Linked DNA regions of Sus scrofa: region 1 is linked to region 2. Evidence: chromatin contacts called from public HiChIP or PLAC-seq data. All regions are on one chromosome and are shown on one strand. The core of a region is the stretch at or near the end of the contact, and the rest is flanking DNA. Distances in the headings are between cores, read along the strand shown. Region 1 overlaps LOC106505250 (a long non-coding RNA gene). Region 2 overlaps LOC106505250 (a long non-coding RNA gene).

Region 1 (2,700 bases), core at 55-2,554, 93 kb after region 2:
CTTCAAAAGAGACTGAATTGTTTTTTCATTCTAAGCCAATCTAGAGCCTGGGCTGTGTCTGCAGACATTTTGTCTCGTCCCTGCCTCTGCCCGGGGCTCCACCTAGCGTCCGACAGCCGGTACTACACCCTCTATCCCACTTCTTAAAGCTGCCTTTTCTCACAATGAGCTGGTTTCATAGAAAATCATGAGACTTGATGGAGGGAAAAAAATGGCCTCTGTGACAGACATTTTTCAAAAGTGGTTGAGCAATAAAGACTTCCCATTTATTGGATTTCACACATGATTTCGCTTGAGCCAAACCAAAGACTCGTGACTCTTAAAAACAAGGAAGAGGCAAGAGAGTACCGAGTATTTGGGCAATTTTCTCACGGCCTTCTTGTTTTGGGGAACCATGCCTGTGTGGACACATAAAAAGGTGACTGATTTGCATATGCACATACGGAGTTTGCAGGGCCAGGCCTCGTACAGCAAAGACTTATTTAAGTCCCTGTAATGGGCTGAATTGTGCCCCAAATTCAAATAAATCCTAGCCCCCTGTGTCTCAGAAGGTCACCATTTTGGAGATGAGACAATTAAGTGAAAAGGAAGTCTTTAAGGTAGACCCTAGTCAAATCTGACTGGTGTCCTTATGAGAAGAGGAAATTTAGACACAGACTATGCAGGTAGGGGGACGGGGGGCGGTGGTAGTGGGGAGACCCTATGAGGATGAGAAGGCAGTCACCCACCAGGCAAAGGGGAGAGGCCTCAGAAGAAACTAACCTGCCAGCGCTTTGATCTTGAACTTCCAGACTCCAGAGCTGTGAGACAATATGTTTCTCTTGTTTAAGCACACACACACACACACACAGAGCCCCGTCTGCAGTGTTTTGTTATGTGGCCACAGCAAACTACAGCCCCTACATTTTTTCCTCCCACAAGCTGGGCAAACAACACCAGAGGAAACCGGCCCCATTGCTGGTAAGAGTGACCTATGCCAGCTTCGTGTCTCTGCGTTTTCTACATAATGAGTTCTGAACCCGGAAAGGTTGGGCAGTAGCTTTGGCAACTTCCTTTGTCCACTCCTCCCTCCTATCAGTAGGGAACGTGGTAAGACTTAAGCCTCTCCCGGAAGTGGCTTCCTGGTGGGGGTTTAGGAGAATCCAGACCCTCCCTCAGCGGGCAGTTGGGGGTCAGATAGGCCTCTGCCACAGCTGGGTGAGCAAGCTTGGCAAGTTTACTGCGCCTCTCTGAGCCCCGATCTTGTCCGCTGTAAAGTGAGGGTGATGGGGTTGCCTGGAAACTGAGGTTCAGCAGGGCATCTGGCTCGGACCTGCTCAGGACACACCCACCAGCCACACCTGAGCCGAAGGTGCACACCAGCATCCCCAGACTTGCCTGCGGAACCCCGACTTCGCCCCTCTTCTTGGAGAGGTGGGGAGAGGGGCTGGTTAGGCGGGAGCAGGCATTTAGGCCCCCCCCCGCCCCCCGCAGTGCCCCGTGGACGCCCGGCATAAAAGCCAACTTCAGAAAATTGCTTCCGGTGACCTTGGCTTTCAAGAGATCTCCTAGGAGGACAGAGGCCTTTGGCTGGACATTTAGGGACGTCACTTTTGAAGGCACAGAAGCAGGATGGCTGCAGCGGGTGCGGGAGGAAAGGGCACCGCCGCCAGGAGCCCGACTCCCGGGAACCGCAGCGCCGACTCAGTCCTTTCCCGCTGCGATCAATCTCTGGCCGGGCCGTTTCCGCCGCCCGCGGCTCCGGCCCCGCGGCCGCGCGGCGCATTAGTGACTCTGTGACCCGTTCGCCCAGCGCCCTGCCCGCGGCTGCCCGCCCCGCTGCGGCGGCTGCCGGGCGGGACAGGGACAGCCGGCCTGGTCCCCGCAGCCCGAGTCCCCTCTTAAAGCGGCCCGTGCGCTCCGTGCGGATGCCCCGGGCCCCCCGCCCGGTCCCCCGTCGGGGACCCCGGCTCCCCCTGGCGGACGCCAGCTCCCTCGAGTTCCCAGCCGTTTCAGATGTTCAATTTCAGTCATCTGGGGGTGCTTTTCCAGCGCGCTCGCGCAAACACACAGACACACAGACACACAGACACACAGACACACACAGACACACACACACACACACACACACACACACACACACACACACTCTCTCTCTCTCTCTCTCTCTCTCTCTCTCTCTCTCTCTCCAGGTGAGGGATTTCCGGCTGGGTGCATCAGAGATCTCGGCGGCAAGATGCACACAGGCTAAGGAGCCAAAGAACAGAAATGCAGTAAAAATGTAAAAATGGGGTAGGCCCAGCAAAGTGTCCAGAATGCTCCCTGACTGAACGCTCTGTACCAGCCTCAGAACACTCAGTGCTCCGTCTGGACTCTTCAGCCCGGGAAACAGAGGCGTTGCATTTCTGTCCTGCAAGCGCCGTATATTTGGCAGGAGGGAATGCCTTTCAGAGGCACCTTGTTTTCTTAAATATACCGAATGTATAATACGAACTCTCAGAGGCTTCTGTTTCTTAAATATACCGAATGTATAATACGAACTCTCAGAGGCTTCTGTCTGAAAAGGGAACACATCCTACAGGCTCCATGAAGAAGCATGTTCAGATAAAGCACCATAAACTTTAGTCTATGGTTTGATGGAAACAGAAATAATAAGTAAAACGTGTTTTTATGAACCTTTGAAAAAGCCTGTAGCTCTCAGTGGCAACCCCAATCCAGCCT
Region 2 (2,700 bases), core at 49-2,548:
ATTTTATTATTCATAACGGCAAGTGCTTACTGCTGGAGAACGCAGATGCAAACTGCCTGAGGGTTGTAATTCCACTCTGCTCCTTCTGTGCTGGGGACCTGCAGCTTAGATTTGAAAAGCCCGTTCTTTCATCACCAACAACTCCAAGACATCCGAGGAGAATGCAGAGAAAGTTCGATAACTGCAGTTCTATTGGCCTGGTGAGATTTGCTGGAATGGTACAGTTCAGCCAGTGAGGAAGCAATCAGACCGACCGTGGACCAGGACTCCAGGGAGTAGGGATTCTCTCTGAGCAAGACACGGCTCAGCCCCAAAATCAATAGCAGGAGAAAACAAGATCAAACCAGGTTCTGGTTTCAACACCGTGGGGAAATAACTGGGAGAAGGAAATTTTATTAAGACTGTTCGCCAACCCTACCCATTCCTCTGCAGCATGTCTGCTGTAAACATCCCAGGCCATTTTGCAGAGCAGAGGCCATCACAGGGCAGACGGATCTTGCACTGAATAGACATCTTGTTAGAAACAGGATGTGTGACATGCGACGGATTTTCTTGAGGAAGAGTGTGAGAGGGCAGCCCCAATGTGCACCCTCCAGACAGGTCCAGGGCTCACTGGGCTCCATCTTCCAGGGTGGAGAAGGAACTAGACTCTCACTCGCAGTGGAAGAGGCTCCCAGCAGAAGAGAGGAAGAACAGTCATAAGTGACTTGGAGAAATGTTGCAAGGCGGAGATTTTTGTTTCTACATATTGTGCTTAAGTTGACCACAAACCAAGGACTGCAGCTATTCAGGGCTAATCCCAGAGCAAGAAAAAAAAAAAAAAATGCTTTTTGTCTTTCTCTCCGTCTCCCTCTCAACAGCCTCCGACAGCTGCGAGCCCTTCCTCGTGCCCTGACACTGTCCTGCCAAGCTCTAAAAACGGTCAGAGGTGCATCACATTTAAGGTGGTACAATTCAGCAAGTCCTTATTTTTCTTTATTTTATTGAGTAACGGTTCCAGGCCCAATGCTTTCCTGAGCACTGTGAGGTTAGAAAAGAAAACTACAGAGTTCCCGTCGTGGCTCAGTGGAAACAAACCTGACCAGGAACCCTGAGGTTTCGGGTTCCTTCCCTGGCCTCACCCAGTGGGTTAAGGATCTGGCATTGCCATGAGCTGTGGTGAAGGTCGCAGACATGGCTGAAACCTGGTGTTGCTATGGCTCTGGCGTAGGCCGGCAGCTGTAGCTCCAGTTAGACCCCTAGCTTTGGGAACCTCCATATGCTGTGGGTGTGGCCCTAAATAGCAAGCAAGCAAGCAGGAAGGAAGGAAGGAAGGAAGGAAAGAAAAAGAGGAAGGAAGGAAAGAAAAATACTCTTTGCCCTGTCCTTACAGATTTGCGCACATGTGAAGATATTAGAAATGACTGGAGTTCTGCTGTGGCACAACAGGATGGGTGGTGTTTGGGGAGTGCTGGGACGCAGGTTCAAGCCTTGGCCCAGCACAGTGGGCTAAGGATCTGAGGTGGCCACAGCTGCGGCTGGGTCTGATCCCTGGCCTGGGAGCTCCATATGCCACTGTGGGGTGACCAAAAAAGAAAAAGAAAAAAAAAAATGTATTAGAGACTATGTCACAGATAATCTGGGGCCGAAATTCATGGGACACTGCGTAAGTGCTGTTCTCCAGCCTTGAAAGACACCCTGAGACTGACAAGGCTCCCTCTGCCACCCCCCCCCACCCCCCCTTATCAAGGTCCCAGGCATCCCACGGCTCACGCAACTGAAGGGAAGGTCAAACCTCTGTCCTTAATACCTGAATTTGAAATAGGAAGTGTGTACACAGCCTGCATCTGAGTGGAGCCTGAAAGAGAGTAAAAGGAAGGTGGTTTGGGAGCAGAGAAAGCCCCGAATCTGTTCAAACCCTATCACCCTTGAAAGTCTTTTTTTAGGTCAAGAGGCAGAAGCTCTAAAATGCTAGGTCAAGAAACTGGGAATAGCTTCCCCCCTACCTCCGGCAAAGCTGCATGGAGACATGCTAAGGTGACAAGCACTCACCCAGGACTGGGCGAAACAGGCGAAACAGGCGGTGTAGCCTAGTCAACAAGGGATGTGATAACCTGCCTCCCGCTGTTTACGCCTTTTTATTCCGCTGCACCTGCCCCTCCCAGCAGCCCTTGCTGCTCTGCTGAGCCTACCCCAACCTGACCTCTAGGAAGCTGACTGCCCTGCCAGGTCCTGGACATTGCTCCAGGTCACAGAGCAGGGCCCTTCAGTCCTATAAAAACAAAGCTACCAAACCCACGTAGGCACGAAAATCAAAGCATGCAAACACAGCACTGAGAAGGTGAGAAAGACCCAGCGCTGACCAAGATCTGGCGGGTCTGAATGGACCACACACAGTGCGGGAGTCAGCTCCTGCGCCAAGATTTTAAGAGGCTTTAACGAGCTCCGCAGGAGCTGCCCTGAAGGGCTTCTGTGGCCCGGAGGAAGAATGTGTTATGCATCCCCAGATGCTGTCCCTCTCACCTCACAAATGCACGGTCCCTGCTCTCCAGGGACGGATGATGGGACGTGATGGACAGACGGGGCAAGGCTGCATTTCTGATCAGTGAAAGTGGCAGGAGGGACCCTCAGCTGTGGGCTCTCAGCTGAAGCATGCAGGTGGAGCATGGGTTCTCCTGGGCCTCCTTCTCAGGTCACCACCCGAGCTTTGCCCCAGCCCTG

Evidence for each region. HiChIP or PLAC-seq counts read pairs in DNA pulled down with a chosen protein or histone mark.
Region 1: an H3K27ac HiChIP or PLAC-seq map of alveolar macrophages shows a contact between it and region 2. The contact joins two enhancer-like sites. A contact is called at or near these places in 2 of 47 Hi-C or Micro-C datasets (blood and skeletal muscle) and 1 of 2 datasets of contacts at active chromatin or transcription factors (alveolar macrophages).

What each region holds. Positions count from the first base shown.
Region 1 is chr11:6,930,952-6,933,651 of Sscrofa11.1, forward strand. The region is part of intron 2 of LOC106505250 (a long non-coding RNA gene); the gene reads right to left. Among named protein-coding and RNA genes, the nearest start is that of KATNAL1, 130 kb to the right of the region's middle. Within about 2 kb of position 1,305, at least 34 of the 83 cell types and tissues checked have an H3K27ac peak or open chromatin away from gene starts, as enhancers often do. A contact at or near this core is called in alveolar macrophages, where this site is marked.
Region 2 is chr11:6,837,858-6,840,557 of Sscrofa11.1, forward strand. The region is part of intron 4 of LOC106505250 (a long non-coding RNA gene); the gene reads right to left. Among named protein-coding and RNA genes, the nearest start is that of UBL3, 76 kb to the left of the region's middle. Within about 2 kb of position 1,299, at least 6 of the 83 cell types and tissues checked have an H3K27ac peak or open chromatin away from gene starts, as enhancers often do. A contact at or near this core is called in alveolar macrophages, where this site is marked.